Linked DNA regions of Macaca mulatta: region 2 is linked to region 1. Evidence: chromatin contacts called from public Hi-C data. All regions are on one chromosome and are shown on one strand. Each heading gives the region's core, a stretch centred on a gene start, on an enhancer-like site or on the middle of the called end of the contact. The rest is flanking DNA. Distances are from core to core; before and after follow the strand shown.

Region 1 (6,687 bases), core at 2,382-4,881:
TTTTAAATTTTTTTAAAAATTTTATTCCGGCAACACTTCATTCTATGCTGTAGAACTAATGTTCTCCAAAACTGTCATTCTTTTCCCAAATGGATACCTGTTACCTTGCAACCTTGTGTCAAAATATTATGCATTAACCAGATCTCCATAAAAAGGCACAAAGCCTCACGCATCTCCAGGTGACTGCACTCACAAATTGCTCATCAGTAAATTCTTTGCCAGTCCCTAAAACTTTCAAGATGTATATCCTCCTATAAAACAAGCACATGTCAATTGCAACTTTAGGTCTGCAACCTAAACCTAACTCCTAAAACCAAAGTCTGTTAAATTTCACACTGACAATGTCAATTACAAGTTTATCTGCCCAGGTGCAGAACAAGGATAGGATGAGATCAATCATTCCTCCACCTACCCTGAGACCTCTGCATAATTGGCTCTTCTGTTACTCCCTGTTCTTCCAGTGCTCAACCTATCTTCCATATAGCCTAGATTTACGGGACACTAATTAAGAGTCTCACAAAAACATAACCATTTGCCTCACTGTCTTCTCCCCTTTATTAAAGAAATGTACAAATATTGAGCCTCCTGAAAACTTCTTGGGAGAGCACAGGCCACAGACGTTTCTGTGACTTGTGTTGCTTTCCTGGGCACGCTCAAACTCTGGCTCAATAAACCTCGACTGATTGAAGCTCTTGCCTCAGTCTCTTATTTGGTTAAGATTTTCTTTTTTTGTTTTTTTCTATAGACTAATTTTGGATGTGAAAGATTTTCTTTGATGGTTTCTGTGTTTGGTGACACAGAAGTTTCCTCCACTCCAAGATTCTACAAACTGCTCCCTTTGTTTCTTCAGTATTTTTAAATTATTTTAGAGAGGGTCTCACTCTGTCACCCAAACTGGAATGCAGTGGTGTGATCAAGGCTCACTGCAGCCCTGACCTCCTGGGCTCAGGTGATCCTCCGGCCTTAGCCTCCCCAAGTAGCTGGGACTACAAACGTGTGACTGTGCCTGGCTAATACATATCTATCTTTTAATCTATCTATCTATAGATACGTATATGTACAGATGGGGTCTTGCCATGTTGACCAGGCTGGTCTTGAATTCCTGGCCTCCAGCAGTCCTCCTGCCTTAGCCGAGTATCTGGGACTGCAGATGTACATCACCATGCCTGGCTAATTTAAAAATAATTTTTTTTGGTAGAGATGGAGTCTCACCATATTGTTGTCCAGGCTGGTCTCAAACTCCTAGGCCCAAGAGATCCTCCCACCCTGGCCTCCCAAAGTGTTGGGATTACAGGCATAAGCCACTGCACCTGGCCCCCAACTTCTCGAATAAAGGAAACTATGATTCTTGGGCACACTCACTACCATGTGACATTGATCAAATCACTTCACCTCTCCAAACCTCAGAGTCTTTATCTCTAAGACGGAAACAGTAACACCTACCTCAGGGGCTGTCATGAGGATTAAATAAATGTGCCCAGCAGGTAGTAAGTGTACAAAACAAAGCCTCTAATGGTTCATTAATACATTTACTTATTTTGCAATTATTGGCCACCTGCCAATGCTGGGCACTGTTCTAGGCACAGGGGATACAGCAAGGGCAAACACCTAACACTGGTGGAGGGAAGACAATAAACAAATACGTAAAGGTATGTGCCAGGTAGTGATAAAAGCAAAGAATGACCCATGGAGAGGGTCAGCTGGGTAGACCACACAGTACCCTACCTTGTCACAGTTTATCCAGTGAGGGACACTTTTACAGGGCACATGACCTTAATCTTTTTCATTAATCTTGGTTAATTCGTTTCCAGGAGGTCAAGTCTCTTGTGGTTCTGTGGAATCACCAACTGCTCCTGTGGATGTGGCTTGGTCTGAGCTGATGTAACAAGTAGCTCTGTGTTGCTGGCACTATTTGGCTGGAGCAGGGTTCAGTGTGGGAGGCCTTGCCTGTGAACTGTTCCAGATGGCAAGCTGCAGGGTTGCATAGCACTCCATTTTCCACTGTGAGTGCTTGAGGGGACAGTGATTAGCTGATGACACAGGCCCAGTCCTCAGGGTGAGCACAGGAAGATGAATAAGAAAACCCTTCAATTCTGTGTATGCTGGGTTCTCTGGGGATGAGAAACTCAGGGGTTGGGGGGCACAGAGGAGGCCTCAATGCAGGCTAGTGAGCGTGGGGAGCAAGATAGTAAACGGAGCTGAAGCTGGGGCCAGATGCCAGGTAGGCCACACACTTCATCATCACATCTCTTAGCAATCCCAGCCCAAAAAGCTGGCCTCCTTTCCAATCTTCCCAGCCAAAGTCCCTGGACAAGCTGATTGGACCAACCAGAGTCAGATGCTCATCCCTGACTCATCACAGTGGCCTGGAAGATGCCACATGTTGACTGGATGGTAGCAGCAGGCAGGTACTGGTATCAGTAAGGCAAGGCTGCTGGATATAGACACAGGTCATTAGGACATGGAAAGTTCCTCAGATTCACCAGGCTCTGGCCCTCTTTCAACCTCTGGGCCTTTGCACATGCAGTGCTCTCTTCTCAGAAAGCCTTTCTGGCTGGGACTAGCGGCTCACACCTGTAATCCCAGCACTTTAGGAGGCCATAGGCAGGAGGATTGGTTGAGCCCAGGAGCTCCAGAGCAGCCTGGACCACATAGGGTGACCCTCTTTTTTAATAATAATAATAATAATAAATATATATATATATATATATATATATATATATATATATATATATATATTTTTTTTTTTAAAGAAAACCTTTCCACCGGGCGCGGTGGCTCACACCTGTAATCCCAACCCTTTGGGAGGCCGAGGCGGGCAGATCACCTGTAGTCAGGAGTTCGAGATCGGCCTGACCAACATGGAGAAACCCCGTCTCTACTAAAACTACAAAATTAGCCAGGCATGGAGGCGCATGCCTGTAATCCTAGCCACTCGGGAGGCTGAGGCAGGAGAATCTCTTGAACCCGGGAGGCGGAGGATGCAGTGAGCCGAGATCGCGCCATTGCACCCCAGCCTGGGCAACAAGAGCAAAACTCCGTCTCAGAAAAAAAGAAAGAAAGAAAACTTTTCCCTCCACTCTGCTGGGCTGTTTCATTCTCCCCTCTAGGTTTCCAATCTTCGCCTTCTCCTGGCAGCCCCTCACATTGTCTCGACGGGCTCTTACCACCATCTAGCGGGTGAGGCGGGCCTGGGCTCTCCACCGTGAGGGCAAAGCCTAGCGGCCATGACCACACCGAGGTACCCAGGACCCCACGGGAGGCGCTCAAGAAACGGCCCCTGGGGAAGAGCTGGCACACGCACGCATGTGCGCACGCCCATCCACAAGCAGACCCCTTCCTGGGTGCAAACCCGGGTACGCTGCGACCCCCTCCTATTCGGAAACCCACCTGGCTTGGGGGGGCACAGGTCGGGCGCGCGCGCACGATCCGCCCCACCCACAGACCACCGTGATCAGGACGCACACACACGCGCGTCCTCCCACGCACGCTCCGTCACACGCAGGCCCCCTCTCCTGCCACAGAGGAACGCGCTGGCGTGCGCACGGCGGATCAATCAGCCTTAGACCCACCCGGACCGACGCGCAGGCTGCGCGCACGCGCGGCTCCGAGTCCCCGCCTCCCGGCCGCGCCTGTCGGGGGCGGGGCGCCGCTGGGGGCGGGTCCTGCGGCACCGCCCGGGAAGCTGCGCGAGGCTCGACAGCCTCCGCCACATCCTTCTCCTTTCTTGGTCCAGCGAGCGGAGGCGGGCCAGGGTCAAGTGGAGGGCTCCGACGGCGCGGACGGAGCGAAGCGCCGAGCCATGGCGCACCAGACGGGCATCCACGGTGAGGGCGGATGGCGGGCGGGCAGGGGGCCTGGGTCTCGGCTCTCGGAAGCGCCCCCTCCCCGGCTCTCGGCCCCTCCCTCCACCCCGCACCAGCCGGGAGAAGCTTCCTGTTCTCTTTTGCAGCCGTGGATCGCCTAGGGTGGGCACATCTGGGGGAGTACGGACGTGGTGTGCATAGCTGGGAGTGGGTGTACATGTACGTACACAGCTGGGGTGGAAGTATCTGTGTGCCTACCTGGAGATGAATGTGGCTGTGTGTGCCCATCTGTATATTTTTGTTCCTTTCCTGTAGTGGGTGTACACGCATGTGTACCCGTCTTCCGTGTACAGTCCTACGTGTGCACCTCTCGATGTGACTCCCTTGTGCACATCTAAGGGTCATTCATGCACTGGCACTTGTGGCTGAATGGACACTGTAGGTCCCATAGGACCCTCTTTAGACATCAGTGTTTCATGGCAGTGTGCACATGTATGTGGGTGTCTGTGTGTGTGCATAGTTGGAGCGCATCTCAGTGTGCATTTGTTGCCAAGGATGCATATACCGCATGTGTCTGTATCACTTGAATGGGTTTGTGTATGTGTGAGGGGACCCTGACCTTTGCTCCTCCCAGGACACTCACTCTCCCCAGGCTGGGGAAAACCCAGAACAGAGACTGCTAAGTGGGATGGAGAAAGCTGCCTATCTGACCTTGACCTCTGACCTCCCTCCCATTTTCCGTTGTGACTTTCTGAGCCTGTCTCAGTCTGGTTGGAAGATCCCAGCTCCAGACTGCAGACAGGGAAGAGGTCCAGATATGGGGTTTGTGGAGGAGAGTCCTGGCCCTAAATAATCCAGGCCAGCTCTCACCCCCGCCCCCCCCCATCCCTAGGAAGCTTCACCATCCCCTAGCATCACACACCCCCTCCCCCAGGGGTCCCAGTTTCCTTCTTGGACGGGCTGTGAGAGAAGCAATGGCCAGGAGCCAGGTGCCCTGACTCTACCTGGGGCTCAGTGTCCTCATCTGTCACTGACCTGGGAGGGCTGCCTGGCCTGTGGGGAAGGCCCAGGCTGTTTGCCCAGACAGCCTGGCTGGTTTGGCCATCAGCCACCCCTCCCACCGCACTAGGATCACCTGCTTGGGGCTGCCACCATCGACCTGCCTGACCACCTGAATCCTGGTGCGGTTGTGGCCACTTGGTGGCTGGGCTGCCCTGAAAAGGTTTCCCTGGCCCTGCGAAGGCAGGGGCCTGGGTCAGGGCCAGGCCTCCCAGATGGGCCAGCCTTTCTCCAGGAGGAGCTGGCAGGCGGGCTTCATGACTCAGCCCCACAGGAGGGAACTGCCTCGTGGCCAGCTTCTTCCTTCCCCTTTGTCTGGTCATAGCTGCTGCCTCCCGGCCTCCAGCCCTGGTGGAGGAGATCCCAGGAAGTTAGCCACCCCATACCCCTTCTCTGCTGCCTCACTCCCTCATTACCCATAGTGAGACAGGCCCACTGAGGGGGTCACTGGGGACCGGGCTGCCCCCAGTCCTCCTTCCACCTGTGAGCAGCCCACTCCTTCCCATTTCTGGCTGGGGGAGTTGGCAGGAGAGATCACCCTGGAGGACCAAGTGCCAGCCCTGTCCTGACCATAGGTGTGGATCTGCTGACCTCAGAGCAGGGCAGGAAAGGGACCTGTAACGTGAGGCTCACTGGAGTCGGAGGGAGGGTGTTCATGAATCATTGATAATAGAGGCTCAGGTGTCCCAGGCCTGGTCTCTGGATTATTGATGGCGGCTGGGCAGGCATTGGGGCTGGGGTGGGCAGGGAGGTGTGCCTTCCCCTGCTGGGGTGTCTGTTTGCCCTGGTAACACTAGAAGGGGCCCGTCGGCCTGTCCTTTGGGGGAGCTTCTTGGTCTCCCTTCCGGGAAGGTCTGGGCAGATAGAAGAGGCAGCTCAGCACAGTCAGCTTGCTGTTGTTATCGTAATAAAAGATTAATTGTTATTAGTAGAGGCCACCATTGCCAAGCCCTTTCTCCCATTTATTCCTCACCATAGCCCTGCCAGGTTTGGGGCTATTATCTCCATTTTATACACTGAAGTTCAGAGAGGTCAGGGGTCACCCAGCTAAGGGAGAGGTGGAGCCCCAGAGGCCAGGCTTAGGGCCTCAGGGACCTGCTTGGGATCTGCCAATGGAAAGTTCTGTCCTGGCCCAGTGGGACGGTGTCCACCTGCCTACAGTTCCATGCCATGTTTCTCTGAGCCCTAAGGGTCTGCTGAGCTCAGCTGGGCCCCAGCCCACCCAGTGGCCTTGGAGGGTGGTGCATAGCCTGAGGTCTCAGATTAACGGTCACTCTGCAAGGGGGGCACCTGAGGACATGACCAGAGTTTGTTTTCCTAAGGGCCCCCCCGCCCCTGAGTTGCCCAGTCCTGGCCCTATAAATATTCTCTGACCTCAGGCCTCCAGCTGTGTTCCTGATGGAATTCCCCTGACCCCTGGGCAGCCTCAAGGTCACTCTGGCCAAGCCCTGCTCACCCAGGGACCCAAGCAGGGACCTTCCCCGCATGGTCCGTGGTGGTTTCCCTGTCCACTAGTAGATCCACCACTTATGGCTCCCTGGCTCTCACCATGGTCCTCATCTCTGCCCTGGGGTCCTTGGTCACTCACTGGCTCTTACCTTCCAGCTCTACAGCCCAGTGGCCAAGATGGAGTCTCTCTCTCTTTTTTTTTTTCTGAGGTGGAGTTTCACTCTTGTTGCCCAGGCTGGAGTGCCATGGTGTGATCTCAGCTCACTATAACCTCTGCCTCCCGGGTTCAAGCGATTCTCCTGCCTCAGCCTCCCAAGTAGCTGGGATTACAGGCGCAAGCCACCATGTGCGGCTAATTTTTTGTATTTTTAGT
Region 2 (6,687 bases), core at 2,481-4,980, 320 kb before region 1:
AACAAGAGCAAAACTCAGTCTCAAAAAATAAATTAATTAAATTAAATTAAAATGTTAGGGTTTGGCCAGGCGTGGTGGCTCAAGCCTGTAATCCCAGCACTTTGGGAGGCCGAGATGGGCGGATCATGAGGTCAGGAGATCGAGACCATCCTGGCTAACCCGGTGAAACCCCGTCTCTACTAAAAAATACAAAAAACTAGCCGGGCGAGGTGGCGGGCGCCTGTAGTCCCAGCTACTCGGGAGGCTGAGGCAGGAGAATGGCGTAAACCCGGGAGGCGGAGCAGTGAGCTGAGATCCGGCCACTGCATTCCAGCCTGGGCGACAGACTCTGTCTCAAAAAAAAAAAAAAAGTTAGGGTTTGACTTCCATCACAATTTGCTTGTGAATGGTTCACGAATCCCAATTTCTGGCCCAGATTTGCCTCCTGAGCTTCAGCTCTGTATAACCATATCTACTTCATCACGTCCCAGATGGTGCCCAGGATGGCCCTGCCTGTGTTCTGCACGTTCAGGAAATGCACCACCCCTGCCCCAGGTGTCCCACCAGAAGCCTCCACTCCTCATCTCCTGAGTCCACTCAATTACCATGCCCTGTCAGTACTACCTCTGGGCTGTCTCTTACTTCCACCCCTTCTTGGCATCCTTTCTGCCCCAACCTAGACCAGGCCACCGTCTCAACTCTAGACAGCCATACAGCGTAACTGTTCCTACCAATCTGTCCACAAGGAGCCATTCTCCACATGTTAAATCCTCTCCTTAAAATGAATCCTTGGGATCCATTCCTGATTCTCCAGTCCCTTTGCCACCCTGCCCAGGCACCCTTCTAGCCATCCCCACTTTGTTCATCTGCTTCAATCCCTCAAACACACAGCATACTCTCACACAAGTGCTCCTACCACTGCTATGGAGATGCTTTCAATTCCACACACCTTCCCCTCATCTGACTGACACCTACTCAGTCTTCAGGTCCTACTTTACTTGGTAGCTGCTTCCTGAAGCCTTCCCTGCACCATCTAGTCCAGTTGATGTGCCCAACCGAGATTCCTATGTTCCTCCCACTTCCTTCTCACAGCACTGATCACTGCGTGTGGTAACTGTCTTTATCATCTTCTTTCCCATTAGAGCTCTTCTGGGGTAAGGGACACCTCTGCCTTTTTCATTACAGCCCCTCAAGAATGTTCATTAAGTATCAATGAATGGATGAATAGAAGGACTAAGGATCTTTAGGAATCACTAACGTAACAATTCTTTAATTGGGTTGGCAATTCACAAACGATAGCGTTTCAGGAGAGGGGCAAAGCAGAAAGGGCCGAGGGGTTGGGGAAGTCCTGAAAGGAACTGGCCTGTCCAGAGTTAATGCTCAGTAATGCAGAGCCAGGCATTACCACTGTCTTTACAGTGCTGATCATCTGGACCCAGACCAAAGACCTGGTGCCAATGACTGCCCTGTAAAGGCAGTGGTAAATAGCAAAGTCAGGCAGATCAGCTCCCTCCAGAGTTTGGACAGATGAGTCCAAAGTGAAATGGCTATTTAGCAGGAGTTTCCCTGACCCCTCATATCCACCCCCTTCTACGATTGTTGTGAGCAAGTCCGTTCCTTAGGCGATGTCACCGGCACGGGTGAAGGGCAGGCGTGAGAGGGCTGGAAGCACGTGATCTCGCCTCTAAGTGCAGGGAAGGTCGCAAGGTTGGACGCCAATGTGCCCGGCCTACAAGAGAGCCAGGCCGCCCTGACTGCCAAGCGAATGGAACTGCACTTGCCCAGCGTTCTGAGTGGAATGCGCACTTTGCAATCTGAGAATACTTCCCAGAAAAACGGATCCCTACGCCTCGTGCCTTCCTGAAAGCAGAGACTGCTACCCCCTCACTTACAGAAGGTCTCCTGGCCTACGCGCACTTTAATCATGATCCACTCCATCGTTCCTCCCAGGACAAAAAAGAAGGGCAGGAACCGGTAGATGCCAAGTCGCTGCTTCCCGGGCACCCGCTGCAGAATCCGTCTCACCTGGGCCCTGGTGAACATGCTCGACCGAGGTCGTGGAGATGGGTATGGCGGAACTACGCACTGGAACGCCCGGACGCAGCCAAGGCCGGCCCCGCCCGTACTCGCCGTGTACGGCAGCCTGGAATACTAACGAGCGCGGTACGGTACGCGTACGAGTGCCGGAAAGCTGGGCGCCGACCTCCTAAAGCAAGGCGGATCAACCAATCAGAATGCAGCGGGGGGCGTGAGGCTCCGCCAATCAGAGTACGCAGGGTGCGCGTGCTCCCTGAGGCCGAGCAGGGCCAGAAGCTGCTGGCGCAGGCGCCTCAGCTCTGGAGGTGGGGCTGCCCAAAAGGGAAGGGCAGCCCACGTGGCGTCGGCCCGGCCCCGCCCTCTGCCTCCCCAGTGCGGGTCTGAACTCGGAGCTGGCAGCCGCGCCCCCTACTTTGCCACCGCCATTTTTATTCTTAATACCCAGAGAGAAGTGATAACCCTCTCGGATGGACTATGTACAGCACCACATTCCAAAATGCAATTATGCAATGCCTTGCGTTTATTTCGGAGATGTGATTGGTGCCTAGACTTCTGAAGTAACAGAATTTGATATGGAGTGTTGAAAGCTGAACTTTATCAATGATCACAGCAAAAATCTAAGCGCTGCGTGAGATACCTAAAATTAATAAAAGCTATGTTGTATGGGGCACTTACCGTTCTACAGGAACTTGTAGGTGCTTTACTCACAACAATCGCAGAAGGGCAGGATAGTTAAAGAGCATGCGCTCTGTTATCAAACCACATCCCTGCTCTACAGGTGCTCCCTTAGCCCATCTGTGCTTCAATTCCCTAAGCCGTAAAACGGAGGCCTTGTTCTGACGCTGTGAGAATGTAGTGCGGTAATAGGAATGAGGCACTGAACACAACCCTGGAGCATAGTAACTGATTAACATTAGTTAGAATATTCACTATGATGATAATGATTGGCAGAGCTCTTCCCATGTATTCCCAAATATGGTTTTTGTTTGTTTTTTGAGACAGGATCTCACTCTGTCATCAAGGCTGAAGTGCAGTGGCGCAGTCTCGGCTCACTACAAACCCCTCCTCCCCTGCTCAAGACATCCTCCCACCACTACAGGGGTGCACCACCACACCCGACTAATTTTTTAATTTTTTGTAGAGACGGGGGTCCCACTATATTGCCCAGGCTGGTCTCAAACTCCTGGGCTCAAGAGATCCTCCTGCCTTGGCCTCCCAAAGTGCTGCAATTACAGGCATGAGCCACCGCGCCCAGTCTGAACGTGTATTCTTTACATGTATTCTCTTAATTGACTAAGAAGCTATGCCAGATAGAAGCAGGGCTCTGACTTAAGAGACTTCACTTGTCATTGCGTCCTCTCATGCTGCTGTGCTTGCTGAAGATAACTGAAGGGGGCTGTCACCCCATTACCTAGAACTAAAATAAAAACTGCAGGAACAGCTTTGAGAAGGGAGACAACTATTAGACAATCTAAGGGAGGTAAATGAAAGCTTAGAACCAATGAGACGATTTGGTGATATGGACACAAAATATACAAAAGCAGACTGGAGAGAGCAAGCAGCGCCCCAGAAAGGGTCATAGGGCCCGCAGTGAGTAGCCTGAGCTGCCGCCTGTACAACCGGCTTTGGAGGGCCAGCCCGGAAGCCTCTTTCTTCTCCGGGTTGACTCCGCCCAAGCATGCACACACACAGGCTTGATGCTCGCTCCAATTTCTACAGGAGGTTTTGACGGCTGGACGCTGCAGAGCAGCCCCTCGTCTGGAGAGGTTCACGTGTGGCCAGGTTCCCAGCACACCCACTAGTTCAGTGGGGCCCTGGGGGCACCGCCACACTCAAGCCCATCCTATGGCCTCAATCCTTACCAGTCTCCAGGCCATGGACTGCCACACTAGGTCTTCAATCAAGGTTCAGTGGAGTTTCGAATGTACACACACCCTGAAAGACAGCGAGGCCACCTCAGAAAACAACGCGTGCCCAGCTGGCACCCTTCGACAGGGCCCCCGGGTGCTGGGTCGGCCTCCTCTGGACCCGGCACACAGCCTGGTGCGGGCTCGGAATACGGATCTGAGCAGAAGAAATGCGAGTGGAGAGCGGTTCTGCGCAGGAAAGAGGAATTTTGTTGGAAAGCCTGGCGACATTGCTAGAAAAGACCACAGCATCTCACGAGGGGCCTGCGTCGGGAAACCGGGGGTTGACGGGTGTGGCCACTTACCGAGGTCAGAAACAAGCAGGCGCAGTGACCGTGGCCCACAACCCTGCAGCGCACGGCCCAGTCACCTGGTTGAGTTAGAAGGGGTCACCCTAGCGGGAGAAGAGTCTGCCTTAGTGGACGTCGGCTGCCCTGCAGGCCTCTCGGCCTCCCCCAGCGTGGGCCTGGCACCGGGGAGCGCGGGAAAGGCTCTTTATTTGTTAGACCAGTGAGTGGACCGGCCTGGGCTCTGGTCAGTGGTCAGTCAGTCCGAGCCCGGAGACTGGGGACCAAGACCCCCGGAAAGGAGCGCACCAGGACTGGGGGGAGAGGCAGAGAATCTGGGGTCAAAAGCATCCAGAGGCGCAGGGTGGGGCGGGCGGACCCGGGAGCGGAGAGGGCGGTAGAGGACCTGGGGACCGGGGTGGGGGGGGGTACACGTCGCGCTCGGGCTGTCTCTGCTCGGCGCCTCGGCCGTCCGGAGCCTCGCAGGGACGGCCGCGCTTAGGCCCTCTGACATCCAGGGCTGGGGCCAGGGAAGGGCGCCGCCATCGCCGGCGTGACGGCCGAAGAGGGGCGCGGAGTCCTCCCGCGCCGCGCGGGAGACTGGGGGAGGGGGCTGGGGAGCCCGCCCCGCCCGGGCCGGCCAGACCCGGCCCGGCCCGGCCCCGCCGGGTCCGGGGCCTCCCGCCCCACGGGCCGAGGGGCGCGCCCATTGGCAGGCCGGGCTCCGCGCGACGCACCCATTGGCCGGCCGCCGTGAGGAGCACGAGGCCACCGTGGCGGGCGCGCAGTCGGAGGGCGGCGGGCGGCGGGCGGCGGGAGGGCCAGGGCAGCGCGGGCGGCGGGCGGCGGGCGCCGGCGGCGCGCGGTGGGCATGGCGGGTGCGGGGCTGCGGGCGGTCGCTCGGCGCTGGCTGCTGTGCGGAGGCCACGGCGGGCCGCGAACTGCCTCGTCCTCGCCCTCCTGCCCTGGCTGCGGCCCCCCGGGTCCCGGCGCCCACTGTCCCGGCGCCCCGCGCTCCGCGCCCGCCCAGGCACCCGCAGGCGGCGCCGACCTCAGCGCGCACCTATGGGCTCGCTACCAGGACATGAGGAGACTGGTGCACGGTGGGTGAGCTGGGGCGGGACGTGCGCCGGGGTGTCTTCCGCGTGGACTGACTGACGGACCGAGCCCCAGGGCGCCGCTCCTGCGGGGAAGCACCCAGTGGGGCTCGCCGGGGCCGCGGAGCCCAAGGACCAGGCTGCTTTTCGCGAGAAGGTCCGGCCGTTCATCCCGGGGGCCTCTGGGGCGCCCCGACGCCCGGGGGCGGGCGGGAGGTTTGTTCCCCGGCTCGGTCTGGGGAGTTCGGGGCGCCTTGAGTGGCTGCCGGAGTGCTGGGCCCCCGCCGTCTTCCTTCGGGGTCCCGCCCAACGTGAGGCCGCGGCGGAAACGCCCCCAACCCCTTGTTCTCGGCCAGCCCTTAGTTGGGGCGGGAGAGTGCTGTGGACAAAGCCAGCGAGCGGCGCCGGGCGGAACGGGCTCCTGGGGACGGCCGGACCAAAGGGGACACCGGTTGGACTTCCCAGACACCTCGATGTCGCCCTGGAGGTCCGGCCCCCTGTCAGCACGGGAAGCGAAGACTGGGAGAAACCAAGTCACCCCCGCCCCCTGTAGCCCAGACTAGAGCTGCAAAGGGCACTTAACCTCCCTGTCCCTGCTCTCTCCCTCTGAGAAATGGCTTGAGGAGGCTGAGGCCCCTTCTTAGAGGGGGCCGGCTAGGGCTCACTAGTGAGGCCCCAGAGCTGAGAGTGCTGGACATCTGACTGCTTGTCTTCCTGTGTCTAGTGGGGCCCTGCTTCTGCAGCAGACAGATGTGGTTTGGGTCGTGACCCTATCACTGAGCAGCTGGGTGGCCCCAGGCAAGCCTCACCCTCTCTCAAGCATGAAACGCAGTCCTGGGGCCTCTCTGTCCCAGGGTTGGGTGATGACTGGAACCAGGCCAAGTGGGGCAGGGGAGCTTCCGGAGGAACCCCCAGGGGTGACGTAGCTTTCATTGTCTGATAAGACAAAGTGGCCCTGTCTGGAAGATTCCAACTGGCTAGACAAGGGTTTTCACTCCGGCTTTGTGGGGTGGCTGAGAATCACTTCTTGACCAGTGAAGGCAGAATGGTAAAGGCCCCTGAGGAATGGTCATTTTGAAGCCTTGGGCATCTGTCCACCCTCAAAGTCCCGGGTTGAGTTTGTGTCTGTGGAGAGGCTGCCCAGTGTTATTTATGAAGTCTTTGCTCTGGGCCTGGAGAAGACCCTGTGAGTATCCTGAGAAGCCTGCCTTGGAGGTTTCAGGGAGGAGCACGGGGATCTACTGGACATTGTCCTCCTGGGCCTGTCTGCATCTTTGGAGCCTCACAGCCCTCTAAGCTCCTCTTGTCATACAACGAGCAAAGTCATTTCCACCAAGATCCCATGGTGAGCACCACAGGAGCCAGCTTCACACCTTTGGG

What was found. Hi-C and Micro-C count contacts between places; a contact is called where the count stands out from the background.
Region 2: a contact with region 1 is called in a Hi-C map of fetal cortex germinal zone, with 5 times the contacts expected there. The contact joins the promoter of NT5DC2 here to the promoter of TWF2 in region 1. A contact is called at or near these places in 2 of 14 Hi-C or Micro-C datasets (fetal cortex germinal zone and liver).

The regions. Positions count from the first base shown.
Region 1 is chr2:115,766,074-115,772,760 of T2T-MMU8v2.0, reverse strand. It overlaps TWF2 (twinfilin actin binding protein 2), which reads left to right and starts at 3,631. Exons shown (of 9, transcript NM_001433503.1): 1 at 3,631-3,827. The coding sequence starts at 3,803. It overlaps LOC114676359 (a long non-coding RNA gene), which reads right to left and starts at 3,633. Exons shown (of 2, transcript XR_013414000.1): 1 at 3,391-3,633; 2 at 1,514-2,434.
Region 2 is chr2:116,081,526-116,088,212 of T2T-MMU8v2.0, reverse strand. It overlaps NT5DC2 (5'-nucleotidase domain containing 2), which reads left to right and starts at 3,730. Exons shown (of 14, transcript XM_077993087.1): 1 at 3,730-4,214. The coding sequence starts at 4,094. It overlaps UQCC5 (ubiquinol-cytochrome c reductase complex assembly factor 5), which reads right to left and starts at 2,161. Exons shown (of 2, transcript XM_002802794.4): 1 at 1,872-2,161. The coding sequence starts at 2,022. It overlaps LOC144339231 (a long non-coding RNA gene), which reads left to right. Exons shown (of 3, transcript XR_013414024.1): 3 at 729-2,129.